Linked DNA regions of Sus scrofa: regions 2 and 3 are each linked to region 1. Evidence: chromatin contacts called from public HiChIP or PLAC-seq and promoter capture Hi-C data. All regions are on one chromosome and are shown on one strand. Each heading gives the region's core, a stretch centred on a gene start, on an enhancer-like site or on the middle of the called end of the contact. The rest is flanking DNA. Distances are from core to core; before and after follow the strand shown.

The links. Promoter capture Hi-C pulls out the DNA fragments that hold promoters and counts their contacts. HiChIP or PLAC-seq counts read pairs in DNA pulled down with a chosen protein or histone mark.
Region 2: a contact with region 1 is called in a promoter capture Hi-C map of liver, with 9 times the contacts expected there. The contact joins the promoter of SCFD1 here to the promoter of AKAP6 in region 1. A contact is called at or near these places in 1 of 5 promoter capture datasets (liver) and 1 of 2 datasets of contacts at active chromatin or transcription factors (alveolar macrophages).
Region 3: an H3K27ac HiChIP or PLAC-seq map of alveolar macrophages shows a contact between it and region 1. The contact joins the promoter of STRN3 here to the promoter of AKAP6 in region 1. A contact is called at or near these places in 1 of 5 promoter capture datasets (liver), 1 of 47 Hi-C or Micro-C datasets (heart right ventricle) and 2 of 2 datasets of contacts at active chromatin or transcription factors (alveolar macrophages and skeletal muscle).

Annotation. Positions count from the first base shown.
Region 1 is chr7:67,460,726-67,463,469 of Sscrofa11.1, reverse strand. AKAP6 (A-kinase anchor protein 6) reads left to right here and starts at 1,323. Exons shown (of 16, transcript XM_021099874.1): 1 at 1,323-1,575.
Region 2 is chr7:68,849,704-68,852,447 of Sscrofa11.1, reverse strand. SCFD1 (sec1 family domain-containing protein 1) reads left to right here and starts at 1,393. Exons shown (of 26, transcript XM_021099902.1): 1 at 1,393-1,530. The coding sequence starts at 1,473.
Region 3 is chr7:68,469,432-68,472,175 of Sscrofa11.1, reverse strand. STRN3 (striatin-3) reads right to left here and starts at 1,415. Exons shown (of 17, transcript XM_021099888.1): 1 at 786-1,415. The coding sequence starts at 1,067. It also overlaps a transcript of AP4S1 not described here.

The DNA.
Region 1 (2,744 bases), core at 74-2,573:
ATGTTTCTATAAGTTACTTGGGTAATCGTAGTGTCTGTAGTCGAATGCTTGTTTTCATTGGTTAAAAAAATCTGCTTTTGGTTTGGGTAATGAACTTTCAAATTTCCTGTGACGGAATCCACCCGATTTAGGTAAAGAGGCATTTTGAGTGCCCCTTAGAAGCCAAATAAGAACAGGCCCACAAGATCTGTCTCAGACTACGGAAAGCAGATACGAATGAGCTTGCTGCGTCAGTTTTTAACTGAATCTGGAGCTCTAGGATCCACATGCACTGGCCAGCGTTGATCTGATCCGATAACAGTCGCTGCTTTGGTCCAGCTCACAATCTGAGCGAGAATTTACGCACTCTAGTCCAACACGACCAAGGAATGTAACAAAGTAGGTCCCAGAAATGTGCGCTAATGTTCTTTACTTCCTTTAGCAGGATTCAGTAACTTAGCGATAATTCAGTAATTTAATAATTTAGAAATGATTTGTTGAGGACTCATCCAGTAATTCATGTCAGGCAGTCTTGAACAAGAGGCGAACCCACTTGGGTCTCTTGCTTTTGTATGGTTGGAGGAGATAAGACCATGAATAAGTCGATTTCAGAACTTTTAAGTTCTATGAAAGGGATGCAAGTTGATATTTCCCTCATTTCCGAGATGTGAAAAGAAGGCATATTTGGACATAAATTTCCATGTGCAACTCAGCTTCATTCTCATTTAATAAATTGCCTCATATGAATATTTTTATAGTGAAAATAAATCACAATTTCAGTATTGAGTGCCAGACGTTTTGCTTTTGACTCACGGTGTTTCCTTTGGACATTAATTTCCAGATGTAACTCAGCTTCATTCTCATTTCATAGATTGCATTATACGAACACTTTTATACTGAAAATAAATCACAATTTCAGGACTGAGTGCCAGACGTGCTTTTGGAGCTTTCAAAAGGCTAAGGCTGTTTAGACCGCGCAAAATATGGAACGCTTCACGAATTTGCGTGTCATCCTTGCGCAGGGGCCATGCTAATCTTCTCTGTATCGTTCCAATTTTAGTATATGTGCTGCCGAAGCGAGCACGATTCAGCCTCTGTCCACAGGCTATATAAGGCACGGCGATATCTCTGCTATCACACTTACGGTGACCAAGCTGCGCCTCTTCCCGGCGACCGCGGGACATTTAGAGATATTTGACGTCGCGGACCCACTCACGAAGCTCGCACGTTTGGTGCCACGATCGCTAGACCGCGGCGATCTGTCGGCTTCACATGTCTGTGGGCCATGCAAATGAGCGCCCGAGGCACCTTGGGTAAAGGGCCGCGTCCGGGGCTCTAGGTGCGGGCGGTGGGTCCTCCTGCTGAGGCGCTCGGTCCGCGGAGCATGCTGGGTGCGGCGAGCGCGGCTGACGGCTCTGGGCTCTGCGCCCTCGAGGATCGGGCGAGCGAGCGGAGCGCGAGCTGTCTGTCGGCGAGGCGGCAGCGGTATAAAGCGGGCCGCCTCACTCACTTCGTTTCTCACTTAAACTTCCTTTGATGAGAATTTGGGGGAAAAAAAAGTAATCACCCAGCCATTACACATCTAGAAAAGTTAAGGTAATTCTTGAATATTCCATAATATGCACTCTGTGGGTTCTGTAAGGCTCTGTAAGGTTTGCGGAGGGAGGAACTGCATACAGCCAAGTAAGTAAAGCAAGAGAGGCTTCTGAAACGTATGGGCTGAGCTCAGGATGGCCTCAGCAGCGACCGTGAGGCTTTCGGCTTATAAAGGCCTGGTGGCAGGAAGAAGGGGCGGGGATGTGGCAAAGGACTTTATTTCAGACTTGACTTAGTTGAAGTCAAATGAGTGAATGCAACCATTCTGTCAAGGACAGGGATTGACGTTAGCAGGAAATAAGTCATCCCTGGTCAGCCGCTTTTCTTTCGTTCTTGTCCAGTGTTGCTCAATCGCAAGAGTCACATCTGCCAACACCCTAGGAACCTATCACGTTCAAATTTCCTTGATTGTTTGAAAGATGCCTTTTATTGTTGGTTTGTTATAGAGATCTAGACTGGTTTGTGTCTTCACTGCTATGAGGCTCTTAGAAAGCCACTTAATGGAGGTCTCTAAACCCCACCTCCCTCACAGTCAAGGTTCTGTCTTTCCACATTGTATTTGGTTGCTGAGCCTCTTAAGTCTCAATTCCCTTAACGCCTCCCTCCCCACCCTCTTTCTCTTTATGCTATTGATTTATTGGGGAAACCAGATATTTGCACCGGGGAACGTCACGATTCTTGCTTTTGGCTCATTTATGACTGATGATCTCGTTTCTCTATCCACCATGTTTCTTGAAAATTTATAGTTAAATGTAAAGTATAATTAGACCCTTCTCAATTTTTTTTATTTTTGGTTAAGGCGTATACTTTCTATGGCATCTCAATGCAGGTAATATCTGGCTGAACCAGTGGGTTCAGGCGAGGTCAGCAGCCTGACCCCTCCATTATAAAGTTTCCCTGTACATCTTTCACTTAGTGATTTTAGAATATACTGATGGATCTTTTGGCCAGGTAGAGGGTCTGGGTCTCTGTTTGTTGGTTTGTTTTTAACCCTTGGATCATGGAGCTTTAAGGATGTAAACCCAAGGCCCTTGGTGTCCAAGTTCTGTACCCCAAGGAAGAAAATTGAGAGAGAAACACCAGAAAAAGAAATGAAGGAAGACTGTCTGATTTCCTTTGAGTTTCTGGATCATTCAATCCTTTCCATAGTTTAGTTACATGAGCTAACA
Region 2 (2,744 bases), core at 144-2,643, 1.4 Mb before region 1:
TCTGCTGTTTCCATGAGTTTTAACTTTAATATTTTAAATTCCACATGTATGAAACAGTAAAAAGCTTTCAGCTATAAGATGAATAAGGTGTGAGCATCTAATATATAACATGGTGACTATAGTTGATAACTGTTTTGTTTGCTTTTTAGGGCCGCACCTGCAGCATATGGAAGTTCCCAGGCTAGAGGTCAAATCAGAGCTGCAGCTCTTTGGCCACACAACACCGGATCCCAGCCATGTCTGTGACCTACACCACAGTTCACAGCAATGCCAGAACCTTAACTTACTGTGCAAGGCTAGGGATTGAACTCATTTAATCATGGCTATTAGTTGGCTTCATAACCAGCTGAGCCACAATGGGAACTCCTAGATATAACTATATTGTATACATGAAATTTGCTAAGAGGAGAAATCAGTATTTTTCACACACAAAGAAAAATATGTGAGTTGATAGATGTGATAGTTAACTAGATGGAGGGACATTATTTCATAATGTATGTGTATATATATCAAATTGTCACTGTACATTTCAAGGATCTTTCCACTTTTGTCAATTACACTCTCAATAAAGCTGAAAAAAATATGGAAGGAAAAAAAAATAGATTCAGTTCTAGGGTGTTCCCTGATGACATTAAGGTTATCAGTCTTAAGTTTCATAAAAACTTATTTGTGGAGTAGTGTTTTATTATAGATTTTGCTGTTTATGTAATTGTTAAACATAGTCTCAAAAATTTGAAAATTTAAGTTTTCAAACCAGTTTTTAAGGTACAGGGTCTGTAATTTCAGAATTTGGTGCAGCTTCAGAACAAACAATAGCTAATGCACAGAGTTGTGTGTCCATTTTTGACATCCAATAAAAAATCTATGGATTAGAAGTCATCAATATCGGATATATTTTGTTATCACATGGCTTTAAGCGTACATTAAGAAGACACCTGCACGTGAGGTTGAGAAATCTGCCAAATGAGAGCAATACACCAAAGCTGACCGTTTCCCTGGAAAGGGGAGCAAAAGGGAAACAAGCTGCGCTGGTAAAAAGAAAAGGGAGCTGGCATTTAAGTGCCGATTTTGTTCCAGGAGCTTCATTTACTTTAGTCCTGTGACCCTTAAGCCCCAGGAGTATTATCACACTTAAGAGATATGCAAACGACCAAACTAACAGTCAATATGTTCTTGGCACTACAACACGTTTCTACCCTAAGAGCTCAATTTAAGGCAGCTACTCTTTAAGAACCTGCGGCTTGATAGGATAAAAATTCCCACTGTTCCGCCTCCGAAAAGTAAACTGCCTAGGTGTCCAAAAATGATTCCCTCATTCTTTGTTCGGCAAGTTTTGTTGCTGAGGGTACGGAAGGGTCACCGTAGGGGAGGCGGGGCTCGGCCTTCTATGATCCCGCCCCTCCGGGCTTTGCTTCCGGGGCGGTCGGGGCGGCCACGTCATCCACAGGCTCCGCTTGCCAGCCGGGCAGTGAATGGTGGGAGTCAAGATGGCGGCGGCCGCGGCAGCAAGTATTCGCGAGAGACAAACAGGTACCGACTTATTCTCTTCTCTTCCCTGAGGTTTCATGCTTGCAGTGAGGACAAGCTTCCTATGCTTGTCGCCCTCACTCGGTCGCGGTGCGTGCAGCTCAGAGGTGGACCTTCAAAAGTTTAATCCTGTTCTCCGAGCATCGAGAGCCCCTCCCCTCTTGAGTTTTTAGGGAAGAGATTCCATTAGCTTGAAAACTCGGCCCTCGGAAGTGGTGCCAGAGAAGTGGCTTCTCGGGTGAGCAGGTTGCTACGGTCCTGTCCTGCACTTGTCGCTTTCCTACTGGACCTCAGAAGGCCTTTACGACAAGATTTAGCAGCTGGCATTTCCCCTCCCTGTGTTGCTGCCTATGAGGTCTTTCGGATTTGTTTCTGTGCATGGTTCAGTTTTCTCCCATTTCAATATTTAGAGTTGCATCTTCCGGCACTTCCACCACAATAACAAAATTTAAGTGTTCTTTTCAGAGCAGATTACATTCTGCCATTTCTCTCCTTTGGACCAATCTTTGGGGGTACCAGATGAGAAATGCTCAGTGTTAAAAGATTTCTGTCTTCAGCATGCTGGAATGAGGTATAAGAATGGCAAAATAAATGAATTAACCTTTCCCATTTTAATTATTTGGCAAATTAGTGTTCTTAAACTATGCGTTATTAGTTTCATGTTTAATAGAACGTAATTATATAGCTCCTGTGTATATTGTGAAATACGGTTTTAAAAAATACACATTCCTTCTCTTTGAGCTTTGGTATTTTTTCCATCTTAGATAATTTTAGTTTTGCCATATTTTTTGGAAACTTGTGATGACAACTTGGTTTATACCTGTTAGCTACAAACTAATGGATTATACCTGTTAGCTAATTGTCTCGAAAATTGGCAAACTGTTAATTCTGAGGAGCTAGTAGAAATAAGCCATCAAGAATATGCATATTTGGAAATTCTGTCTCTTGTAATTATGTTCTTTTGCATATAAATCTGTGTAGGAAAACAACTGATTACAATTAATATGGTCTATAGAAAGGATTTTGGCTATGCTTGATTCCTTCCTTTGGAATTCAAAGAAAAAATTAATGGTAGACCTTAATGTAGTAATGATACACAGTGCATAATGAGTTATGTTCTGCTTTCCACCAATGGATAATTTAGTGTAAACTATCAGATGAAGTCAGGCATAACTTAAATACATGAAAGTCCAAATAAAATTTGAGGAATACCTGCC
Region 3 (2,744 bases), core at 166-2,665, 1.0 Mb before region 1:
AAAAAGACAGGACAGATACTCTGGATAGGCTTTTTATGGGTAAAGATGGGGGATGGAGAAGGGGGAGCCCGGTGAAGGGTACTCCAAAAAGAAAAATTCAGCACAGAGAAGTGTTGATGAGTCAGTCACTAAGGAAGAAGTCAAAGGGAATCTAAGTGAGTAAGGCAGCATCCCAGGTAAGTAGACACTTAAAGTTGGCGGCAGGAAATGAAAACTTCACAGGTCAGCCGCAAGCCATTGTGCTCGGTGGCAGCTCTGGAAAGAAGCCTGGCTGTCAACTAGTAAGAGCTACCAACTCCGGGGGAGGGGGTCAGGCAAGTCAACTCGAAAAGAGGGGTGGTTCGGGAAAAGGTGGTAAAATGCCCATGCCAGTCCTTCTCCTCGGGTTCTCCATTTCACGAGGTACAAACGAGAGCAAGTTCAGTGCCCAGCAGCCCCACGCCAGGAACTTTCCCACAGAGAGGAACTCAGCCCCAAGACCCGGAGGCCCGGGCAGGCGGCCTCCGAAGGAGCCCCCGCGGACGCCATACTAACAGCCAAAATGGCTGCCCCAAGGAAGCCCGCACCGCGCAGCTAGAGAGGGCTGGGTAACAAGCTTGTGCGGTAAAAGGGGAGGGGGACTCTAGGAAGACCCGTCGCCAGGACCATCACCCATCCAGCCGCGCAGGTAGGTTCCTCTCGGCCTCCCTAGGCCTCGAGCTCCGAATGAGGGGAGTTCCGGCCCCACCCCCGGGCAGACAACCCCGCCGCCGCTGCTGTCCCGCACACCAACCCCAAGGAGGTACCTGCAGTTCGGCCCGCTCCACCTCCCAGTGCGCCCGTTCCATCTCGAACCGAGCCCACTCGTGCTGGATGTAGTGCAGGATCCCCGGGATAGTGTACTGCTGCGGCCGGGACAGCTCGGGGCCTGTCGCGGGACCGGCTCCCTCGGCGGCCGGAGGACCTCCGCTGCCCGCTGCTCCATTCCCCCCTGACGAAAGGCTCATGTTCCCCCCAGGTCCCTGCTGCTGCCGTGGAGGGGCCGCCATCCCCGGGCCGCCACCACCGCCTCCGGCGAGCTCGTCCATTGTGTGTGGGGCCCCGGCTGGGGCGCAGGGCGAGACGCCGACGGCTGGGGGAAGGGGCCGGGGAAGGTGGCCCCGCGCTGGTGGCGGGGCGGAGGCCGGCTGGAAGAGGGGCGGGGAGGGGGTTGTTGCTGTATGCCTGCCGTGGGTCAGAGCAGGGAGCTGCCGGCCGCCGCCATTACAGTCCCTCCTCCATCTGCCCGTCTCACTCACTCACTTTAGGGGAAGGGGGGGCCGCGGTGGGAGGGCGAGAGGGGGCAGGGTTGGGAAGGGGATAGACGTAGGGCCGCCGCTCCCGCGCAGCATGCCGGGTAGAGAACGCCACTGCTGCCGCTCGCCTGGTAGCCAAATAGAGTCCGGCCTCACCCTACGCAGGCGTACTGAGGAAGCAGGGTTGCCGTTAGAGGCGGGGAAGGAGCGCCAGCCCCGCCCTAGGCCCGCCCTCAGACCCGCTTCGGGTGTCTGGCTGCCCCCGCGGAGCCCGTGGGCTGTAGACTCCGACCTTTGGGGTCGAGTAGGTGTCGTCCTTTCTAGCAAGGGGTTTCCCTCGCTCAGTCAGCCCCCGCCGTTCCCACCCAAGGGTCTCGGCTGCGATTCTGCCTTCGAAGCTGAGTTTTAACCTGGCTGGTCGCTCTGGCCGGCCGCCGCCGGTCCTGAATTCCTGGCGTTTCTTTTGCATTCCTTGCGTGTTTCAGGCAGTCCCAGAGGATCGGGCCTCTTTCTCTGCCTGTCACTCGCTCTTTTTCTGGTTTCCTAACACCAGTCAGTTCCCTGGGCTTTGGGGACGTTCTCTTTTTGGCAAATAGCCCAGATCCTCCCGGACGTAGCGGCCGATTCCCTGTCTCTGGGCTTTGGACCGAATTCTGTGCTCCCTGTCGCACGTCGCAACTTGTTCCACTTTGCCTCCCTTCTTTATTATTCTGGGATGGAGTGTGTTTGGTGGGGGGGGGGGGGTTGGAAGGGAACAGGACCGATTGTTTTCATTTTTCTTTTGGGATAAGGGAACGTGAAAAACTTTAGATCTCGAAGCTAGGTGGAGGAAGAAAGAAAACTTTGAAGGAGAGTGGTTAAATTTGATGTTTTAGAAGTGAATAACTCAAAAATAATGTCATTCATAGCTGAATCTTTTGATGGAAATAGAAAATAAACACCCTGAAGACATCTTTTTTCCTTTTTTAAATTCCCCCCCCCACTTTTTTTTTGGCCCTGCCCATGGCATGTGGAAGTTCCCAGGCCAGGGGTGTACCCGCGCTGCAGTAACAGCCCTAGCTGCTGCAGTGATGATGCTGGATTCTTAACCTGCTGCTCCACAGGGGACCCTGAAGACATTGTAAAATCCTAAGTGAATGCCTAAGAATGTTTTCCTGGGTTGTTTTGAATGAATATAATGTATACAAAAAAGACAAGGTTAATCTTAAGTACCATAGTGTGTTTTCTTTTTAATGTGCTTAGTTGCCAAGGAACATCCTTAATGAACTGTTACGTTTCTAAAAGTTAATATAGCCAACAACCATTTGGTTAAAAAAGCCAAAAATAATATTTACCATTATGATAAGGAAAAAAGATTCATTAATTACAGCTAAGCAGGAAAATCACATATAGAATTGATTGCACTTAAATTTTTTTCTTCTCTACTACCAATAAAATTTTAACTGTGGAATATACAAGACCACTCAGGGT